Regions from separate parts of the Zea mays genome. Here regions 1 and 2 are each linked to region 3. The links are chromatin contacts, called in public Hi-C maps. All regions are on one chromosome and are shown on one strand. Each heading gives the region's core, a stretch centred on a gene start, on an enhancer-like site or on the middle of the called end of the contact. The rest is flanking DNA. Distances are from core to core; before and after follow the strand shown.

Evidence for each region. A called contact is a pair of places that touch in the nucleus more often than the background predicts.
Region 1: a Hi-C map of ear shows a contact between it and region 3, with 6 times the contacts expected there. The contact joins the enhancer-like site here to the promoter of LOC103650303 in region 3. A contact is called at or near these places in 3 of 25 Hi-C or Micro-C datasets (ear, endosperm and tassel).
Region 2: a contact with region 3 is called in a Hi-C map of tassel, with 3 times the contacts expected there. The contact joins the promoter of LOC103650301 here to the promoter of LOC103650303 in region 3. A contact is called at or near these places in 6 of 25 Hi-C or Micro-C datasets (ear, leaf, tassel and 1 more).

The regions. Positions count from the first base shown.
Region 1 is chr3:107,448,808-107,452,659 of Zm-B73-REFERENCE-NAM-5.0, forward strand. No RefSeq gene overlaps it. Among protein-coding and RNA genes, the nearest start is that of LOC109945262, 25 kb to the left of the region's middle. Within about 2 kb of position 1,629, at least 15 of the 20 cell types and tissues checked have an H3K27ac peak or open chromatin away from gene starts, as enhancers often do. A contact at or near this core is called in ear and tassel, where this site is marked.
Region 2 is chr3:107,856,965-107,860,506 of Zm-B73-REFERENCE-NAM-5.0, forward strand. It overlaps LOC103650301 (CSC1-like protein RXW8), which reads left to right and starts at 1,981. Exons shown (of 12, transcript XM_008675906.3): 1 at 1,981-2,214; 2 at 2,292-2,356.
Region 3 is chr3:107,621,096-107,624,743 of Zm-B73-REFERENCE-NAM-5.0, forward strand. It overlaps LOC103650303 (short-chain dehydrogenase ptmH), which reads left to right and starts at 2,177. Exons shown (of 1, transcript XM_008675909.4): 1 at 2,177-3,331. The coding sequence starts at 2,224. The coding sequence ends at 3,093.

The DNA of each region.
Region 1 (3,852 bases), core at 379-2,878, 170 kb before region 3:
GGAATCCCCTTATTAAAAAAAACTTTGAGTTTTTACCTGATATGGTATAAATAGAACCATCTGGGTACTTATTTGATAAGAAGTTAAGTATCTTTCAGCTTGGTTAGCAGTTACACGATAGAAATCCACAATATCATCAACAAGATTAGCTTTCTCCAGCCTCTGTCTAATGCCATGAACTATGAATATATCATGACTGATGAAAAAAATGAACTTGTAATCTATTATTCTTATCAGAACGCACCTCGTCAGCCACGAAGGCTGAGGCAGGGTCCATCTTCACCACCCTCGTACCCATTTTTAGCATTTTCCTTATCATTGTCTTTATCCTTATCCCACTTGACAAAATGGCGTAGTCTCTCAGTTTGGATTTATAAACTTTATTTTTATGCGACACGGTCTAACAGATAACTTGGGACCAATTTCCCATGCATGGATCTCCCCGACTCCGGCTGCTAAGATTTTCATGTGGATCTTTCAAGCTGCCCCTAATAGCCTTGAGGGCATCAACTTCAGAGCAAATGAACCAAGTTTATGTTAAATCATTTTACTGACATATTGCTGCTGCAAGGCAAGTTAACATTATATAATTCCATTCTCTTTTTTATGTTGCTTAAATTCATTTTGCTGACATATTGTTGCTCCCAATGTTTCTTTCCTGATGACTGATTAAGGGCATCATCATCCCACGTTTAATTATGAATGCTAGGGTTGAGGAGATAATGAGAATATAGATCATGGACTCCAGATAAAATTTATCTAGTTCATTAGTTGAATTGTTTGACGAGATGCGGGTAGATCTGAGCGTCAATTACTGAGAGTTGTTTCACTCGCGTGGGCTCTCTACGGCGACGCGGACGGTCCGCGGCTTAGGGTCAAACGGTCCATGACCTAGACAGCAGGAGCGGGTTTCCTGTGCCGTGCCAGATGGTCCGTGCGTGCGCAAGGCGGAGGCCTTCGCCAATGACACCTGGATCTCGCCTCTAGGAGGGACTCGTCAGGGGGAGAGATCCTAGAGTTTGTCTTGAGATCGACAGGCCACTCAAGGCGTCTTTAGATGACGTAGAGTCGTAGAGAGGTGAAGATATAGATAAATAAGGTTACATTACTTGCTACTTCTAGGATAAGAAAGTAAAGAAATTGATAAACGAGTTGATTGGTTCGATTGGTTTTGTCCGCAGTCGAGAACCGTAGACACTTTTTACTTGAAAAAATCATTATTCTCTTCTCCAAATTCTTTATCTCTACCCCTATCTCTAGTCAGTTCTACACCCACCTCACTACTATACATATGTTCCCATTTACGGTTAAACCATAATTTAAAGGTTGTTTGCATGTTCGTACATAAGACTTGTTGCACAACAGGGGTTGGCTATTTATGGTCATTTATCATTCGTGACGTCTAATAGCATTTCTTAGTGCTATTGGTTTATATTAAATTGCATAATGCCCTCTTTCTGGTTATATTTGTTTGTTATATTGTGCTACTTGCACCCAGTGCATGGAACTTTCTAACGTCGCTGTACGTCATTGGCCTTGGGCGACATCATCAGACAACGTAGCTAGGACGGCCCAGTGGACCCTGCCGTGGAAGAAGCGGCTGCCCTGGGCCCTGGACGTAGCATTTTCAATTGCATGCGAGGTTGCGTCGTCGTCGTTGGGGGCCTTTAACGAGTCCGGCCTAGTCTGCTATCCACACCAGATAAATGTTCGGCTTTGCGTTCTTAACCCTTTTTATTTTTTAACTCACCTGTTTGTCATGAAACCTATTTATAGTTATTTATATAGGGGAACAACCGCATATCTTCTTAGATATATAAGGGTGCAAACGAGTCTCCTAGTTTTTTAATCATGATCTAACTGTACTTCACATTTAACACTTCAATTCTTCATCAGCTCATACAACTTTTATAAAAAAAACTTAAACTATCAGGAAAGTAAAAGAGTATTGCACTCGTCTTCTTGCTTGGTCATAGTCAATCCTTGGAAGACTATAATACTATATGCCATTAAATTTACCGTGAACTTAGTTCAATCAACGAGGTAATTAAGACATTTTTTTTCTTGCCGATTGTAACTTTGGACTTTTTTTTAATCTTGTGTAGCTGAAACAACTCATGTTATGGCTGGTTTGTTTTTTTCACAGATTCAGAACTATAATATATATATGATATGATTGTCTCCCTCTGCTGCAAGGCAAGTTCATCATCCAAAGTTAAGGCAAGCAAGTAGCCTGTTGAAGTGAAGATGAGAAAGATGAGGGAAGCTCCCAAGCAAGGAGCTGCTAGCTGCTGTGTGGACACCTGGCACAAACATCGCCTCTCGATCAGTTTATCCTCACTGTCCTGCAGAAACATGGATCTGGGACTTCAGATCTCCCCGGTCGCCTAGATTCTCGGCCAGCAGCTGAAGAAGAAAAAGGCTTCCGCTTGCCGCTTTACTGTATCCCCCTAATCCTGAGGCATCCACTCCCAGACCTCGCTAGATCCATTCCCATCCCTCATCGCCGGCACTCTCCCGTCTCCAGTGCATGCTGTGATGCCTGCACTGCACAGCACAACAGCGAATGAGCTGCATGCATTCTGCATCATTCAGAGAATTTCAGATACAGACACGAGGTCACAGGCTTTGCAGCCACTACCGGAATCGCGTTCTTTGCCGAGTGTCTAAAACACTCGGCAGAAGCTATTTTACACTCGGCAAAGGCTTTGCCGAGTGTAACACTCGGCAAAGAACACTCGGCAAAGATTTCATCGGCAAATGGTTCTTTGCCGAGTGCTTTTTTTCGGACACTCGGCAAAGACTTTGCCGAGTGTCAAAAAGCACTCGGCAAAGAAAAACACTCGGCAAATTAAGAATCGAAAAATTTTAAAAAAAACAGCAAAACATTTTTTAAATTCTAGGAACAACTCTCCAACCCTACCCTATTACCTTACCTGTTGCCCTATCATTTTTCACTATTATTTTGAATCAAACTTATATGTTTTGTAAATGGTGAGATTCGAACTCGCAACCTCTCTCTCGCCGAGTGTTTTATTTTACCGAGGGTTTTTTGCGTGGCACTCGGCAAAGAGCTCTTTGCCGAGTACCCGAAATAAAACACTCGGCAAAGAATATGACACTCGGCAAAGAGCCAAATTCCGGTAGTGAGCGCCTAGCTAGCAGATTGCGATCCTAATCAGTTGACTAGTTGAGACGTGTCTATAGAGTTCAGGTGATTGTTAATGATACAATCGGGTTTTTGTTGAGTTTGTGGACTAACATTAACGTCAATGTGGTGTAATATAACATGTCTTTTGGCTTATGATATACGTAGATATGTATAGCATAAACACAATCGACGGTGAAGGTCAAAGCAGGCTTGTCCCGATAGATTGGGGGACCAAGCTGGACGGGATACTAACCGTGCATGTCTGACACTTCAGGACAACAGCAAATACAAGTATATATGGAGTAGTAGACTATGTTGACAAAGTCAAGCGGGAGCGTTGGACGACTTGGTGATCGAACGATCGAGAACTAGAGGTGACACGTGTCAAGATTATGGAGTGAGCGTAGAGGATATGCTACTCCAGAGTGGTTTGGTTTCAACGTCAAAATCACCGGATGATGATTTTATGGTTTAGATCTCAAAACCCGTTTGGAGTTACATCAGGAGTGGGTGGCAGTATGTGGAGTTATCACGAATCTTGTGTCAAGACAAAGCAAAGTCATAAAACGTTTATGGTTGTCAGATTAACCAATAAAGAGATCAGTGGCGGATGCAGGACCAAAATTTATCGGGGGCCAAAAATTCGGTATGACAAAATCCCCAAATCAAGTAAAACCGTAAAAAACTACATTTGCATTGAA
Region 2 (3,542 bases), core at 731-3,230, 240 kb after region 3:
AAAGTCGAAGGTGCAAGAAATGAAGTCAAAAGACTACCGAGTGCCAGAGTAATCAGAGAGGTGACATATCCAGAGTGGCTAGCCAATACTGTGATGGTGAAAAAGGTCAATGGAAAGTGGAGGATATGTATTGATTTTACGGATCCCAACAAGGCATGCCCAAAGGATGAGTTCCCCTTGCCAAGAATAGACTTCTTTGTGGACGCAGCAGCCACTTCGGAGCTCATGAGTTTATTGGACTGCTATTCAGGCTATCATCAAATCTGGATGAAGAAGGAAGATGAGCCTAAAACAAGCTTCATAACCCCTAGTGGGACTTACTGGTACCTTCGGATGCCCGAGGGGCTCAAGTGTCACACCCGGATTTAAGGGACAAAGCCGCGTGCGTCTTATATGTGCGCCAAGAAAGAACAACACATATAATAACAGAGTGCATAAAGATAGTGTCAACACCCGGATTTAAGGGACAAAGCCGGGTGCGTCTTATATGTGCGGCAAGAAAGAACAACACATATAATAACAGAGTGCATAAAGATAGTGTCAACACCCGGATTTAAGGGATAAAGCCGGGTGATCTGGAAAATACCCGGAATTAGGAACAAGAATTTTGTGGCTTTTGCTTTTTTGTGTCCATTGTTGAGGACACCAGTAAACAAAGTGTATGTGCTATTATTGAATAATTTTGTTGTTTACATAAACAATAGCATGAACTCGTGACTCCGTTTGTGATGCTTGATAAGATGGTGTCTACAATAGTTTAATTTGGTTTGTATCAGATTAATATTATTGGTTGTTTGGGTGATTGATGGTAATATGTGTTGCGTCTTTTTATGTATATGTTTTACTAATATTTTATCGAATAAATTTGTGTGTCGTCCTGTTGGTTGTTATACATGATGTAGGTGTTTTCAATACATGTATGTTTATATGTAAAATGTGTGCAACTAATATATATTAAAATTGAATAATTTGTGTGCCGTCGAGGCATTGTACTAGTAAATTATAATATCTGTCATTTAAAGGCTGCCAAAAAAACGAACGATTGTATGGCGATAAACCTTGTATACGTGACACATATGGCAGGTATTGATCTAAAACAGGCGATACACACATTACGATTGTATAGCGATAAACCTTATATACGTGACACATATGGCAGGTATTGATCTAAAACAGCCGATACACAGATTTTGTTACTCTAACAATGTAAAATGGAAACAGATAAATAATCCTACGTGTTGATACGGGCCGGGCGAGGCCTGCCTTTTCGACTGTGTGAAGGCACGGGAGTTAAATATCGTTGGTAACAAATGGTGGGATTTGATTTTGTGGAGAAACGAGTGGATGGACGGAATTGGACAGCAGTCGATGAAGAAGCAAGGAAGGAAGGGTCGCTGTCTAGTTTGTCGTGGCCGTAATTCTTGTGGTGGTTTGCCTGCTACTACTGCTTTTTTTCCGTGAGCTGAGCTGAGCTGGTCCTCGTCGTGCCGTCATCGTTCTCCAATCTTCCATGCCTACGCGTCGACAGGTCGGCGGACCGCGGCCGCTGCTTGTGGGCGCCGTCGCGCCAAACCGCGCCCACCACGTGCTGCCTACTCACAACTTTCACGGTGCCAAAATGATGGATATATGTGTGCAGCACGGCTCGCCGGAGCCTGGCCAAACACATACGTTCACACGTATCCACATATAGGTAAAAGCCTCTGAAAAAAACGTAAACTACACCACGCATACCACCTGATGGCATCAATCAAACATATACAGACACTTAGTCAACATATACGATCAGCCAGGCTACCCACAACCAAACACACGCAAACTGATTATTACCAAGAGATTTGAACAGGCACCATAAGGAATTCGTTTGCTTTTACTTAATTATATGCTTTAATGAATCCACACCTTTATTTGCTATATAATTAGTTTATTACCAAATTGTTGCAGTAGAAACAAGATTACATGTATAAAAAAAAACAGACTCCCTTCGCTGTCTCGTCTTCCCTGGGCTCTCTCTCTCCCTGCAAAAGGGCCAAGGCAAGGATTCTCGTTCTCCTCCAGGTTGGTTTGGATTCCTGTTCTGTTCGCACCGCCTCCGCCTCCCTCCCTCCCTCTCCCCTTCCGGACTCTCTGCTCTCCTCTGCTGCTAGTCCATCCATTAATCTCCTCTCCTCGCCATCGCCGCACTCACGCTACGCTTCCCTCCTCAAGCCCGAGGTACAGTATCTATTCCCGCTCTCTCTTTTCTTCTTCTTTCTCATAATACCAAACCAAACCATGCTCTGCTCTACTAGGGCTTCTCCGGGAAGGAATCGCCGCGCCGGGTTCCTGCAACGCCCCGCCCTTTGCGCACCCGGAGGTAACTGACGCCATCTCCGTTTCCTCGTCTCCTCCTGCTGCTACTAGCCTACTACTACTACTAGTCTACTCCGGCCGCCGTGGCATTCGCTTGCCGCGCCGAATCCACCTGCCTGCTCTTCGACTAGTTCGGTACTACTTACTTCCCCTTCGATTCATGCCGTTCTGCCTGCTCCCTCTTCCCTTCGCGCATTCGCTCGCCGCTCGCCCAAGCTCGCAACTTTTCGCTTCCTCTCCAATCTTCTTCCTTCTTCTGCCCTGCCTATCTACTACTTCAGCTCGGCGGTTTTGGGCCGCCGGACGCTCGGAGGTAGGCCGCGATTGCTGTTTTTTTGTCCTATTAAAAAAAAATCTTTTGACTACCTCCGTTCGTTCATTCATTCACAATATGACAATAGGCACTCGAGTTTCCTTCGTTCCTTTTTTTTACACCACAAACACACACACCCACAAAATGTGCAACATTTTTTGTGCCAGCAAGCAATGATTCTGCATCGCGTGGTTGCCCTGTGTTGCTCATGATCGCACGCAAGACTGTTCCACCTATCAATCAATGGAACCCCCAGCCGAATCGAATCTACAACTTGAGTAAAGTAATGGCCTTCCCCTGCCCTCATCGATTCTTCAGCCTTCACGTCTCCCTCTCTCCTATATTCATTCTTCATGCTACCGCCAATAATCCACAATTTTGGGTGCACTACCGACCGACTCACTTCAGCTTCAATCTTACAATTTGTAGTCGATGCAGACCTTGTGCTGCAGCCGAGTACTTATTTGTCAGCATCAACCTTTGTTTCCCTGCCAGTAATGCCTGACAGTACTTATTCGTGTTTAAGTGCCAAATAACTAAGATTTTATGCTGCTGAGGTTGATCAGCTTAGCACTTCACCTGTTACCACTATTTACCGTCCTTCCAAGATCTGTAACTAAACTGGGCCAGTGTCCACCTGCTACCACTATGTATAGCCCTTGTGGATTTCTGCAGCTGCAGTTTGCTATGATGCTCGTTAGCAGACGAAGGCAGGAAAAAACGAAGTAGATCAACCAACAAATCATAGAGCACGACACACAGATTTACGTGGAAAACCCTTCAATGCGAATGGAAAAACCACGGGCACCAGACAGACGAAACCTTCACTATATGTGGAGTGTTTATAGAATGCCGTTCGTAGACGGCGGCTTACAAG
Region 3 (3,648 bases), core at 927-3,426:
ATCAACATCATTAAGCCATCTCCTAAAAGAGACCTGTGTATCCCTATCAATAACATTCTTGACGAGAATCTCTTTATTTTCACAGATGTAAAATAAGACAGATTCCAAAAGACATAAGGCTTCTTGCCAAATTCCTTTATCCATCCAAAGTCTAGTTTTATCTCCAGATTTAGTAATGACCTCCCTCCCTTTCAAATAATATTATTTAATTTTTAGGAGGTCACTCCAAACAGGAGAGTCATTCATTCTATGAGACACATTCATAATTATTTTCTTCTGAAGATACTTTTTCCAATGATATCTTGCCACAAATCTTTTTCATTTTCCAACTTCCACCACCATTTGCATAAGAGGCTGATGTTCAATAATCTCAGACTCTTGATCCCAAGACCCCCTTTTCTTTTGCTAGTACAAACTTTTTCCCATTTCACCAGGTGATATTTTTTCTTGGAACTGCCACCTTGCAAAGGAAGGTTCTTCTCTTACTCTCCATGTTATTCAAGTTAGTTTTAGGGAGGAGGTACATAGACATATGATATATAGGAAAATTGGTGAGACAAGAGTTGATAAGAGTGATCCTGCCGGCAATAGATATAGAACTGCCCTTCCAAACCTCCAACTTTTTGGCGATTTTTTCTTCTAACTTTACCCGGTCAACGATATGAAGTCTACTTGGGCTGACAGGTAAACCAAGGTATCACATAGGGAAATCGCCAACTTGACAATCAAAAAGCTCGGCATAGTGATTGGAAAGCTCATCAGGTCCATTAATAGCGAAAATCTCATTTTTCAAGAAATTGATTTTCATCCTTGACACCATTTCATATATATATATATATATAACAACGTTAAGTTCTTAGCTTTTTCCAAATCATCTCCAATGTAGATGATGGTGTCATCCGCATATTGTAGGATAATCAAACCAGGGGGAACAATGTGCTTACCCTGCCCACAAATAATCCCATTATCTCGAGCTTTGTCACTATAGTAAATTTAAAACTAACTTTCTTCTCTTCCAAAAAGCATGCTGAAAAACTTGTGAACACCAGGATCCACACGGTTAATCAGACTGGGTGGAGAATATCATCGTCTACATCAACCACCTTGATCAATCCACCGGAAGAGTGCACATCTATTGGGGATGTTATTTTCAAGCAATGAGCATGTATTACATCTCTTGGGGATGTTATTTTCAAGCAATGAGCATGTATTCCCATTCTATGACAGAACCAAGCAGGGAGGGAGGGAGCCACTACAGTCAAAAACTCTAATCATCCGACCATTCTTCCCTCTGCTCCAAGGCTAGTTGACTACACCGAGGAGGCTTTCACCGATCTAAGGTATCGTTTGGTTCACATGTTTCTACGTGATAAGTAACTGATAATGGTAAATCATGTTTGTTTAAGTTTAATGTAACCAGATACTACATTAGAAAGTGATACTGGTTACCGTACCTAGAGGTCCATCGAATAGTCCGGTTCTTCTGAACCAGTAGCGCATGGTGCTTCGGTGGGCAACGACATTACTGAACCTCCTTGCACAAGTTCAGCCAGACCAACACCAAGCTCAAATCTATAGTTTACCTGCACAACTGAAACCTCCCCTCAACCAGTTGGTTACCCAATGCGTACTTGACTGAGAGATAACATCACCACGCCAAAACCAAGAGTACATTGATGGTACTATACGCTACACTAACAAGTCTGTAGGTGCAGTTTCTGTCAACGCAACCTCTGTAGAATTCTGACAACGACAACCATCGTGCAGCCTGTGGAGCCAACGATTGACTGTCGGTGGTCAAGAGGATGTGTTGTCTGATTCAGCCCTGTGGTGTGAGACATCAATGCCTCTGCTTCTGCTTCTGCTTCAGCCTGCACAGGTTGTTCAGGCAGTACAGTGCAGGATCTCGCCGGCCGCCGCGGAAGATCGACGGAGCAAGAGAAACACCGGGCGGAGCTCCCAAGAAGACGAGGACAGCAAAACGCAGACGCGGGGCATATCCCTCCTGTATATTCCTCACGACGGACACCCCAAATACTACTGACCAACGCTTAATAATAGTTAGCCATATGTAATCTTCGTTATAAAAAAATAATATAACCCAATAGTTGTCCTCGTCCGTTTGCACGTACATAAAAGGACGCCATTCCGTTGCTTGCAAAGTTGCCTACGTCCTGCGGCGGTCTCCCAAGCACGCACCCGCACTCGCAGTCACACCGCCTCATGGCGACCGACGACGGCGAGGGCCAGCAGCCGGTGGTGCTCATCACGGGGTGCGCCAAGGGCGGGATCGGGTACGAGTACTGCCAGGCCTTCGCGGGCCTCGGCTGCCGCGTGGTGGCCACCGACATCCCCGACCAAGTCCCCGGCCTTGCCGCCGACCTCGCGGGCACGCCGGCCGCGGAGGCGCTCCCGCTCGACGTGACCTCGGACGCCAGCGTGGGCGCCGCCGTCAGCGACGTGCTGGCGCGGCACGGCCGCCTGGACGTGCTGCTCAACAACGCCGGCGTCGGCTGCACGGGCCCGCTCGCGGAGCTGGCCCCCGCCGCCGTGTCGCGCGCGCTCGACGTCAACTTCCTGGGCCAGGTCCGCACCGTGCGCGCTGTGGCGCCCCACATGGCGGCGCGCGGGTCCGGCCGCATCGTCAATGTCGGCAGCGTCGTGGGCAACGCCGCCACGCCCTGGGCCGCGCCCTACTGCGCGTCCAAGGCCGCCGTGCACGCCGCCACCGACGCGCTCCGCCTCGAGCTCCGCCCCTTCGGGGTGCACGTCGTCAAGGTCGTGCCGGGGGCCGTCAGGTCGGGGCTGGGACGCGCCAACGCCGCGCACCTCGCCTCCCACCAGGAGTGGCGCATGTACCGGGACTTCGCACCGGCCATCGAGGAGCGCGCGAGGGCGTCGCAGACGGGGAAGGCCACGGACGCTGCCGTCTTCGCCAGGCACGTGGCGCGCCGGGTCATGAGCGCGCGGCCGCCCAGGGAGATCGTCTACGGCAACATGACGCTGCTGTTCGCCGCGCTCGCCGTGTCGCCTGCGTGGGTGCGCGACGCCTTCTTTGCCAACCGCTTCGGGCTCAACAAGAAGCAGCGCTAGTTCATCACATCACTAGCACGTGTTCTTCTTGCGTTGGCCGATCCAGTTCTCCACTCCGCCGAATAACCGACGAGTCACCCACACCCGGCCACCCTGCATCTTCATCATCTTCTTTTCTTTTCATTTGATATGAAGTAAGCAACCAAAGCATGAATCTTCTTTTACTACTAGCACCTGTCTGTCAACGAAAAAACGCTTAAAACATCAGCATTCGTTAACAATTGTGCTGTTCTTTCAATGATTTTATTTCTTTATTCTTAACTTTTTTTATAATATTCTCCCTTTTAATTAAGAACACATATTACTGTCCTCAATTCCGACATTTGTTCGCATAATTCATAAGAGCATCTTAAAAATCTTTCTAAATGTACTTTCTAAATTATCATTTGGAGAGACATTTATATAAAAACTATTTTCTATACTATATCTTTCTAATTTCCAATAACTTTTCTAGTTATTTTTATATCTTATTTACACTGTAGAGAGTTATTCACGTTTTTCTATCTTTAGCCCGTGAGAAATCCAGAATAGAAAATGATTATATTTATATAATCA